Regions from separate parts of the Zea mays genome. Here regions 1, 2 and 3 are each linked to region 4. The links are chromatin contacts, called in public Hi-C maps. All regions are on one chromosome and are shown on one strand. Each heading gives the region's core, a stretch centred on a gene start, on an enhancer-like site or on the middle of the called end of the contact. The rest is flanking DNA. Distances are from core to core; before and after follow the strand shown. Region 1 holds the start of LOC103627618. Region 2 holds the start of LOC103627615 (transcription factor bHLH49). Region 3 holds the start of LOC100282041 (cation cation antiporter). Region 4 holds the start of LOC100281409.

Region 1 (2,700 bases), core at 36-2,535, 140 kb after region 4:
ACCCATACCCGTCTACCCATGGGTAAAATATACCCGCATCAATACCATTATAACCATCTAATAGAGCTCATCTTATCGAAAATAAAACCCTTCTGTAGCTATCATTTGTCTAGCTACCAAATTATGTAATCATTTGATTTGTTATATGTGAAGTTGAACTTGTTTTTGTATGTTTATTTAATATTTTGAGTGATTAGTATATTGGAATTCAAGTCTTTCCTAGAAGGTACGGGTTATCCGATGGGTAAAAATACCCGTGCGGGTATGGGTATGGATAAGATTTTATACCCGCGAGCATATATGGGTAACCCGACAGGTAGAAATTTTTTATGGATATAGGCATGGAATGGTACTACCCGACGGGTATGTACCCGTCGCCATCCATACTTAGACCCATGGAGCGACTTCATCATCAACGAAGAAGGCGAGATGGTCTGGGCGCCGCCAGCCCGACCTTCTTCGCCCGAAAACCCTGATGTTGTTGCGGAGGCACTTGGCGGCCTCAGCCTTGCCCCGCACGGGCAAGGTACGGGACATGGACCATTTCCACCTTCTGATACCGACGAGATAAGGCGACAGATTGCAATCCACATGGGGCCAACCCCTCGTATAATGATTTATGGGCCTTCTTCTCGCCCTACGCGAAACTTTTCGTGATGTACAACGAGGAAAGGTTACCCTGCCATGATGGCTCAGGCAGCAGCCCTGATGTGTTTCCACAGCGCCTGCCCCACGCCCCGGGGGTGATTGCGACCCTCATGGCTCAGGGTCGCCTCCCTACTACCAATGGTCTGGAGTTCGTAGGGATGGTTGGCGACGATGGGGACCTCATCTTCGATGCACTCTACCTGGACACAAGACTCGGACTGTAGCTCCGCAACGAGGAGTGAGGAAGGCCCCGATGATGGGGAAACAAAGGTTGTCATTAACACATGTTTATGGGCCTTTGTTGGGTCTTGACAAGCAAGGCCTAAGCTAGCCCTCGTGGCTAAGGGTCACCTACCTACTATCGATGACCTAGAGTTCGTACGGATGGTCGACGGCGATGGGTGGTCTCGTCTTCGACGCACTCCGCTCGGACTCAGACTTGGACCCTGGCTCCCTAACGAGCAGCGGGAAAGGCCCAGCGATAGGGAAACAAAGCTCGTCATTTACACATGTTTATGGGCCTTTGTTGGGTCTTGCCAAGCAAGGCCTAAACTGGTCCTGACTTATGAGGGACAGTGTCCAACGGGTTGCCGGGTCGGTATGTCGGCAGGCCCAACTGCCCAAGTCAAGCTGAACTCTTGGTAAAGAAGAAAGAAAGCGGAGGGTTTAGCCAGAAACTAGCGGAGAACCCCTTCGCGGCGCAGCTCCTTTCTTCCTCCTCGGCCCTCGCGTCTCTTTTCCCAGTCGACGCACCGCCAAAAGCCCTGGGTAGGGTGACTGGGTGTCTGGGTCTCTACGCCTCCCTCGTCATGCTGCGCCGCCTCCGTCTGCGCTCGCCGGTGTGCGCTGTCGCCGGCGCGGCCGCTGCAATGGCGTCGCTCACCAACGTCGCCTACGCCGATGGCCTCTTCCGCCGCCAGTCCCCGCCGTCGAATCCAGGCGACGAGGACAATTTGGGAGCCTCCGCGTTCGGCCGCGACCCGGAGACCCTGGAGCGCATGGCTCGAGCGCTGCGGGAGATCAACAACTCACCGCTCGCCAAGCAGGCAAGGTGCCCGCTCTTTTGCGCCACCTAACGGGTCTGCCCCTCCTGACGTTGTTCATGTTGTTGCTCGGGTGCAGGTGTTTGGACTGATGCGGAAGCAGGAGGAAACACGCCTTACTGAGCTGGAGGCCGAGAAGGTCCAATACGCCATCTACGAGAAGCTCAGGGACATGGTCAGTTCCTGACGCCTTATCCACTTTCTTGATGCACATGATGTTAATGTCGCAGCCAGGACGTCGGCTGCGTCTGAAGAAATTGGTTGCTCACGCGACCCGAACCTCTCTACTACTGAATGAGTGAACGTTCTCTTATTTGCCTAACAGCCTGACTAACTTCCTCGCTTTACTTTGTGGAAATCAATTGCATACGATTGGGTTTACCATTATAATTGGGATTAGTAAAGCATAGTAACTTTACAATGAGATGCCAATTGCCAAAACTTGAAATATTGTGTGCTTCATCAAAACAGTGAACGTGCAAAACAACTCTGGCTGACCTTCGTGGATAGCAAGTAACTACGAATTTAAAATTCCACAACTTCACAGGATACAAAATGGACAACTGACCAACATGAGAAGTTAGAACTGTAGAACATCGGTGATGTGTTAAGAGTTTTTCAACTTCTCCCTCTCTCTGCACGCGCGCGTTCATCCAACTATTGTGGTTCTTTGGTGTGGATTTCCAGCACTGAACTTATGTCCCTTGGGTGATCCTCAATATCTGATCTGCAGGAAAGGATGGAGAAAAAAGCTGAAGATTACAGAAATAGTTTGCAACAAGAAGCACAAGTAAAAGCTCAAGCATTACGCTTTGAGGATGAATTAGCTAGAAAAAGAATGCAGGTATTGGACAGTCTCCTTTTGTATTTCTTTTAGTTACCTCCTATAATGGTGCTGCTGCTATGAGGCTAACACGTAATTTAATCAAGCATATCCATTTTGGCAGACAGAGCATGCTGCACAGAGGCAACAGGATGCTGAACTTGTGAAGATGCAAGAGGCATCTGC
Region 2 (2,700 bases), core at 1-2,500, 140 kb before region 4:
ACGGGGCAGCCGACACAGGGCAGCTTGCGGCGGCGGGCGCGTACAGGTTGCTGAGGACCATGTCCAGCGGCCCAAAGCCAGTGGAGCCCGCCGCTGCAGACGGGTGCACTACCTGCTGCATGGGGCTCATGCTCATCTGAAGGCAGGACGGCTCCAGCTGGCCGGCCGCCGGGCCGCACGCCTGCTTCAGCTGGCGGCCGAAGAGGTCCTCGACGATGTCGAAGCTCACCACCGGGTTGGAAGCGGCGATCTTCATGGACAAGAACTGCGCGCAAGGAGACCCGGCGGTGAGCGATCGCGGAATAACTAGCTGGCTAGCTGGGAGAAGCGGGGAAGATGAAGCAGGACGGTGCCGGTGGGTCGGTACCTCGACTTGCTTCTGCAGGGACTGGACGTAGTTGATGATCTCGTCGAGCATGCCGGCCTTGCCCGTGACCTTGCTGCACCCGGGCACCAGCTCCTGCAGGTACCGCATCCGCTCGCTGATCCTCTCCCTCCTCACCTGCGCGCCAATCCATCAGGCCATGAGTTCTGACGCACGCGGCAGGGTCGTCGGTGCCCACGAACGAGCAGAGCAGCATGGAGCACGCAAAAAAAAAAGTTTGTTCAGTAATGCGGCTGTTAATATTACCCGCTCGGCGAGGCTGTGGCTGTCCGTGGCCTGGCCGCGGCGGGCCCGGACGTGGATGTAGTCGGTCTTCTGGCCGGCAGCCGCCGCCGCCGCCGCAGCCTCGGCCTTCTTCTTGGTGCCAGCCTTTGGCCTCTCCTGCTTCCCTTTCCCGGGCGCCGCCGCGATCTCAGAGAGGCCAGACGGCTGCTGCTTCCCTCTGGGTCTCTTGTTCATGCCGTTCGCACCACCCTGCCAATTTCAGTTTTTTTTTTGACACACAACTGTCAGTCAAAGACTTGACAATTCAGCAGAAGCAGCACCGCCGTCCATGCCTGAACCTCTCACCTTGGCATCGAGGTACGCGTCCGGCCTCCTCTTCCTCAACCCGCCGCTGACGCTGCAAGAGGAGGAATCGTTGCCGTCGCCGGCGCTCGGCGTCGCCACGGCAGGCGGCACGGCGAGATTGGCGCCGCACATGGCGGCACCCAGGTCCGGCCACTCCTGGAGGTAGCCGAAGGCGCTGCACATTGCACCGAACTTGTCGTCGTCGAGGTCGAGCAGCCCCTGGCAGAGGCTCTCAACGGTCCCCTGGCACCGCGCCATTATTACCAGCTGCTTCCCCCGGAGACGGGATCAACTCCGAGTGTTAAGGCTAAGGGAAGGACTGCGGGACAAGCTTTGCCTCAGCAGCTCGGTCGTGAGCCACCGATGAGGAGTGAATCGAAGCAGCGTGGTTATGTAGGAGGAGCGTGTGGCGTGGGGGAGGGTGGGTGAAGGAGCTTGCGCGTCCCTTTCGCTTCTCTGCCCTCCTGAAAAATTTCCCAATCCATATATATAGGGAGAAGGACGGGTGGATATAGATAGGGGAGCCCGGCTCCCTTTCGTTGGGGTGGGGGTGATGGTACTTGGCCGTGGGAGATTGAGATTGGATTTGGCCCTCCCTTTAGGTGCGGTGCGATCATGTGAGGTAGGGCTGGGGCTGGGCACGGTGGTGTGTTTCAGCTGGCAATATTGTAGGGTCCCAATTTGCCCGGGGCCGAGTGCCTTCAGTTACGCATAAACTGCAACGCATCAGGGCATCCCCAAAGCCAGCTTTTTTTAGCATCTTGTAATTCATGCATAGGCATCTTCAAAATTTCACGCGTTCCATACGAAGCTTTCGATGGAGATCGGGGAGGTATGAAAAGAGTGCAAGCGGCAAAGGCTTCTCTTTTGAGGCTCAGGAATGGCTGGGGAAGAACTAGTATCAACTACTCAGGGTTGGCTTCTAGCTGTGCTGTGCGTGTGCAGTGTTGCTCACAGCCATTCTGAATTTCCCCTGATGGTGATGCTGCAAAAGGACGGAGCCTGCTGCAAGCAATAACAGCTTGGACAGCTCTATCTCCTCTGTTCTGGCCTGACCACACGTTATCTGCCACGTCAGCTTTCCAAATTCCACAGTAACACGTATGTACGTGTTGGATCTCTCACCATGTTGCCTCCTTCGGCAAAGCCAGCCAACCTCGCCACGCCAGCGGGGAGGCCAGCCAAACTGTCTCTCTTCGTTAAGCAAGGATAAACCTTGAAAGCATGAATAACAAGGCAGCGGCGGATGAAGGGACCAAAGCACCATGAACTTTGCTCCGCTGGGCAAAGTGAGCACCGGCAAGGAATTCACAGCGCCCTGGACTGCTGGTAGATCATCATCCCAAAACAGAGCAGGGACAAAATGGTCGGTTCACGTGGTTGTAAAAAATTAAATGGATTAAGTTGGCTACAAATGACTGTTTTATCGATTCTCAGATTGTAGCGAATATTATGTCGAAGCCGCCGGAAACGAGCTTTATAATAACAAAAAAAACTGGGCTCATATCTTCAAATACAAACATATCATCTTTTTTTTTCAATAATCATAATTTGTTCTGCGAAAATGAAAATGAGGTGGCTTACCATCTTTTACACCATAGGTTATTGAGCCTTGAAATTTGTGGCAACCAAGCTCTCATACCACTCGAAAGAACTTAGATTGCTATATGGGGTGAATAACCTATAACATTATCATACAAACTCCCAAACTACCGGAGCAAAGTTTGATCATTACAAAAATGGCA
Region 3 (2,700 bases), core at 158-2,657, 200 kb before region 4:
ATGAACTCGTATGGCGAACGAACAAGACGCATCGCCATACTAGGTGTACGACGGCGCATGACCCAGCAGATGACATCGTAGGAGCAACACCGCCCATAAGCAGGAGGTCGACCCTAATTGTAAAATCTACCCTTGAGCTATAAAAGGGCAAGACAACCCCATCTTCTACACACAAGCACTCAACTGTAAGATGCATCAAGCAATACTACGATCATTCGATCAATACTATACTGGACTAGGGCGTAAGTCTGAACCAGTATAACCCCTATCTCAGATCCACCTTCGAGCCCCCCGTGGCTCACCATTCAGAGTGAGTCCGCGTTAGCACCCCTGTCGAACACAAATCTTATTGTCCCCCGGTTTTCGAAACCACGACACTTCACTATTGTAAAAATGTAGCACTTATATATCTCCCACATATAGCCATATAGGTAACAACAATATGCAAATATATCACACACTATCATATTAGCTTATTTTTTTGATAGGGTACAACGACGCCACGGACACTCGCCACACCACAACCATACATATTAGCGAGGGTCCAATACACACATTAGAAAGAGATTGGGAGGCCTAAACTCCTAGTGCATGGAAAACATGTAGAACCACTAAACGTGCACGTGTGTGTAAACACTATCGGGAAAAAAACCCAAAGTAAGGCATGGGGTGTCGATCATGGGATCAAATCTGGTCGCTCGCACACCTGGTGAACTAACCAATTAGACTGCGGTCCAGTCCTAATGGGGCTCCAATAGTCCACTGACCCTCCCTTTGTCGGCTCCGGGGTGGAGCTGTGCTCCCCGGCCGACCGGCTTCAACGACGCCCCCTCGGGAGCCCTCCGCGGGTGGAGAGAGAAGATCTTCCCTTTGTTGATGGGGAGCTCTAATCTCCACATCCGTTAATTATTATGTTTAGTTACAAAATGAACCAGTTTACATATTAACAATTTGATAATAATATATATTACGGTACTACAAATATGGTAATATTTTTAAAACTTTGAAAATTAATATATAAAAGACAAATATTTCAGTTAAAGAGTAAAGATGAAACTGAATAGGGGAAATGGTTGCAGAGAAGGAGAAATAAGTAGAAAAATAGTTGAGGATGTATTTAAATATGAATAGAAATTACGAATAGTTGGAGTTGGGAGGAAAATGGTTGGAAATAGCTTTATATTAGTTTAATGGAGTTGGGAGGAAAATGGTTGGAAATAGCTTTATATTAAATTTAATTGATATGTACTAAAATTACAATTAATCGATTGGAATTCAATTCAATAGGTGGGAATCAGACATCTGTATCCAGGCGCACCGAGCAGTGTACGTCGTTTCTGAGCCTACAGCCTATGAAACAATTTTGCGAAGACTATTTTTATTTTTTGTAATGGCAAAAATTAAAATCTCTCGTACCAAAAAAAAAAAAAATCGTGCTCGGCACACGCAGGCGGCTCTCAGCGACGGAGGGGCAGACGCCAGACGGGCAGTCCCAGGTTCGGCGTCGTCGTCAGCGGCTCCCCCTCCTGCCAGTCGCCTCGCGCCTTCGCCTCCGGTCCTCCGCACACCTGCTGGCTGCCGGCGACTCTGCGTGCGCGCCTCCCGCTTCCCTTCCGCCTCCGCTGGACCGTCGACTGCGCCCTGCGCCAGCGGCCGCTGCTCCACCAAGGCGGTCGCGCCGCTTTGGGAACGCTTATGCCCCAAACTGAAGCGTTACCCGCTTAGCGCTGAAGCGTGCGCTTAGTGCAGCCTTTTGGAACCCTGGATCTGCCAGTACCTGTACTGGGTCCGCTCTTGCGCGAACCCTACTGTTTGGCTATTCGTATCCAGAATTCCAGATCTGATATAATTACTACGGTAATGTATACATTTGTATTTTTGGCAAATGTATACATGTGTTTTTACTACGGGACTGATTTGGTGGACAGGGTGATCCATGGGGAGTAATCCCCTTGCTATTTGCTATACACCAAATCAGCCCTAACTTCGTTTTTTTTTCTTCCAAACTTTATTGGCTATACATTTGTACACCCATGAACTAACTTTACTTAATCCGCCTGTGAACACGCAATGCTCCTCGTCAAGCTCGCTACATCAACATGAGGCTCAATAAGGTGGAAGTGAACCTTATAAGGCTGTTGGAGGCTGCTCCACGGCAGCAAAATCAGGCTAAACTTGTCTATGTATGTAAGAGTAGCTAATATTAATATCTTAGATAGTTTGGTTTTCATCCTGTGTAATTGATTTGAAGGAAAAGGAGGAAGTAGTGCAGCCTCATTCTGTTTCTTATTAGAGATTGAGAACAATCTCAGACTGTTCTGTTTTAGTATTAACATATGATGTCTATTCAAGTGCAGTATGTAACCACAGCGCGGGAGCTGTTGGAGCAGCTAGGAGCTGAGACAACACCAGAAGGGATATCAAGGTGCATCCTCAGCAATGGCATAGCATCCGAGTTTTTTTGGGGGATACTGATATACAGATTAGTCATGTGGTGGTTATTTGTGCTCCACCAAATGTTTCTTAAGGTTCCCTTGTTTGAACGAAAAAGGAAAATAATCTTCTATACGGCAGCGGCAAACAAAAACAGGAAACTATTATACATAAATCTTGAAACTGATCTTGATCATGAATCAGTATCACTATCCAATTTTTGGCAAACAAAAACAGGACACTATTAATACATAATCCACTTTTATG
Region 4 (2,700 bases), core at 66-2,565:
TTAAATGCATATTGACTGCAATACTTGCTCTCCTTGACATATCACGATATGTACTGTCAATATTCGTGCATTTTCTCAAAATAGCAATAAGCATTTTCCCCCCTTTGCCCAGAAACCGTCTTCTAAAACCACTTTGACAAAATTTCCAATGTAACTAATCTAATGAACATTTTGATTCGGCCTTCGCACTGCACCAACTGTACCAGTCCGTCTTTCAACTCCCATACTACTCACAACCTTTGAGCCCTACGAACCATGCTTACATCCTGCAAGTGCTATGCCAGCCAAAGGAAAAACTAGATAAAACAGATCTATTTTATAACACGATTCCCTACTAGTTTACACTTATCTGAGTCTTTCTATCGAGTTAGATGGCATGAAACGACTGCTAGAACACCATGAGTCAAAAATAGCAACCAGGTCGAGTACTCGTGGCTCGTGCAAAAAAAATAGAAAAATACAAGTAGGAGAAGAGAAACAGTACAGGTCGACCCTTCTGCTTTTATGAGATAATAAGGGGTGGACCTAGTAGAAGAAACAAAAGTCGGGGGGTTCGGTCCCGGGAAAGAACAGGACAGGAGTAGGAGAACAATTCATTCCCCGGAATTTTTCTTTTTTTCTAAAAAAATGTACAAAATCAGACAGCAGGACCGCTCATATTTCATGGAAATGACAAAAATCCTTACATGTTCCACTATAACATAGAGCAATCGTCTGAATTGAACTTACTGCTTGATGAAAAGGACAGCAGAGAGAATAGAAGAAACCCTACAAACAATCAACAAGCACCGACAGTGGTAGCATAAACAGAGCACAAGGCGGCTAACCTTCTCGTGAAGATATCCCTGTGCTTGCTTGACGAATCAATCGAAGCAGTGAATCCGGGGGCGGAGGGTGCTCTCGGAAACCCGGGAGACGATCGATGCACGCAGGGACCTCCTGTCCTGTCCCCGGGAAGAACATCAGAATGGAAACTCTCCCTCAACCACAAGCTCAACCCAACGACCAACGTATGCAGAGAAATAGAGAGATAGAGACGAACCACCGACGAATATAATCCTTCTCCGGCAGCGCAAGGATTCCTCCCGGCTCACTGAACCATGGCTGGAAAGCCCGGCGCCTGAATCCGCACGCGGGAGCGGTCGATCAGGGAAGGCGGCGGCGGCCCTGCGGTTTCTCTCCTGTATCTCTCGCGCCTGCTGAGTGCTGACCCGCCCTGGCTGAGACGGATAAAGATAGCGCCCGCGCCGAGGAGAGAGAGAGAGGATGGAACGGGATCGTGGAAGAAATGATGAGAAAGGGGTGCGGGCAGGCAGTGGCACGGCACGGCACCGCGCACGCTGGTGTTTTATTCTTTTCGGGCTCGTGTCTGAATTCTTCGACTGCGCAGCGCAGCCCACACACTGCCCACCGCACCATCACCTTCCCGGTCGTCGCCTCCGCGCAGGCCTAGCGGTTTACGGGGCCCGCCACCTGCCCGGCCCCGTTTCTCCCTGCGTTCTCGGTTGAGGGAGACCGGGGAGATAGATTAGGTTGCTGTGTTGGCGGGGCCCGCGTGGCGAGTGGCGACTGGGACGATGGTGAGGCGATGGTCTGGTCTCCGCGGCTGCGTGCGGCGGCCCCAGCGCGCCACCTTCCGCGATGATTTGCGAGCGCGGTGAGCGCGACGCGGCTCCCGCCCCCGCGACGGTCGGCCAACCACCCCGGCCGGAGCCGGAGGGCTCTCCCCGGCCTCCGACCTCTGGCCTCCGCGCGCGACATGCGCTGCCCGCCCGCCGGCACCGCGGGATTAAATTGAAGACAAAGACAGCAACGGATTAGCAGCAGGAAGCAGGTTGCGTCGCGGGATTACGACAGCAGGTTAGTAGAGTAAGCCAGTGAGCAGTGAATTAAAGCACCAGCCGACCGATCCGATTCAGCAGTCAGCACTCGTGATTCGTGAACCAAACACGTAGAGATCGACCTACGCTTTTTTACACGAATGTGTCGCTGTCAGGGAGGAACTTCTCGGGTTCTCGTCCGCCCTTTACCCGAAGCCGGTAAATTTTTCGGTTTAAATTTTAAAAATATACAAGTCAAATTTTGATCAACAAAACGTTTTAAAAAAAAACGAAACGGCTTGTTCTCCATACGCTGAAGCGTGTTTTATGTGCCTACATCGTTACAGTACGTGTATCTTCAACAAATTTTGCTCCAGGCTCAGTGTACGGCCAACACTACGGTTTTGTCTGCAGGAGCGTGATCATATAATAGAAAAGGCGGGAAATAGTTTCAACCAGTCACGTGTAATTTTGGTATTATTGTTTCTCATGATCGTAGTTCCAATCAATCGTGTGTAATTGTTGGATAAATATGGGTTTGATCCAATTAATATTCAATAATAGTCAATGCTAATAACTCACTTTAAATGTTATAATGTTATGGTGTACTAATAAATTAACACCACATTGTATGTTCAATGGACAAATCAATCGAGTTAAATAGGTCGATTATTAGTGCATCTATTGAGAAGTTAAGAAAAGAATGAAGAGCCCCTACATGCGCGCGTCGGTGCGTGGCTCGTGGTAAATCAGATTTTTGTCCGAATATTTCTTTCAAACGGTTGCACATTTTGTCTGTGACCGTCTGTTTCCTGTCTTCTGCCTGGTAACAGACGTCAGTTACTGGTCGATTTCCCGTTCTAATGGCGCGACCGTTTCT

The links. A called contact is a pair of places that touch in the nucleus more often than the background predicts.
Region 1: a contact with region 4 is called in a Hi-C map of leaf, with 6 times the contacts expected there. The contact joins the promoter of LOC103627618 here to the promoter of LOC100281409 in region 4. A contact is called at or near these places in 2 of 25 Hi-C or Micro-C datasets (ear and leaf).
Region 2: a Hi-C map of leaf shows a contact between it and region 4, with 6 times the contacts expected there. The contact joins the promoter of LOC103627615 here to the promoter of LOC100281409 in region 4. A contact is called at or near these places in 11 of 25 Hi-C or Micro-C datasets (ear, endosperm, leaf and 1 more) and 1 of 3 datasets of contacts at active chromatin or transcription factors (leaf).
Region 3: a Hi-C map of leaf shows a contact between it and region 4, with 3 times the contacts expected there. The contact joins the promoter of LOC100282041 here to the promoter of LOC100281409 in region 4. A contact is called at or near these places in 2 of 25 Hi-C or Micro-C datasets (ear and leaf).

What each region holds. Positions count from the first base shown.
Region 1 is chr5:209,298,257-209,300,956 of Zm-B73-REFERENCE-NAM-5.0, forward strand. It overlaps LOC103627618, which reads left to right and starts at 1,286. Exons shown (of 8, transcript XM_008647912.4): 1 at 1,286-1,694; 2 at 1,771-1,866; 3 at 2,425-2,535; 4 at 2,639-2,700. The coding sequence starts at 1,458.
Region 2 is chr5:209,022,994-209,025,693 of Zm-B73-REFERENCE-NAM-5.0, forward strand. LOC103627615 (transcription factor bHLH49) reads right to left here and starts at 1,251. Exons shown (of 6, transcript NM_001301516.1): 1 at 956-1,251; 2 at 632-859; 3 at 368-502; 4 at 1-265. The coding sequence starts at 1,213.
Region 3 is chr5:208,956,096-208,958,795 of Zm-B73-REFERENCE-NAM-5.0, forward strand. It overlaps LOC100282041 (cation cation antiporter), which reads left to right and starts at 1,408. Exons shown (of 8, transcript NM_001154954.1): 1 at 1,408-1,857; 2 at 2,086-2,183; 3 at 2,358-2,425. The coding sequence starts at 2,100.
Region 4 is chr5:209,158,920-209,161,619 of Zm-B73-REFERENCE-NAM-5.0, forward strand. It overlaps LOC100281409, which reads right to left and starts at 1,316. Exons shown (of 7, transcript NM_001154327.3): 1 at 1,043-1,316; 2 at 828-944.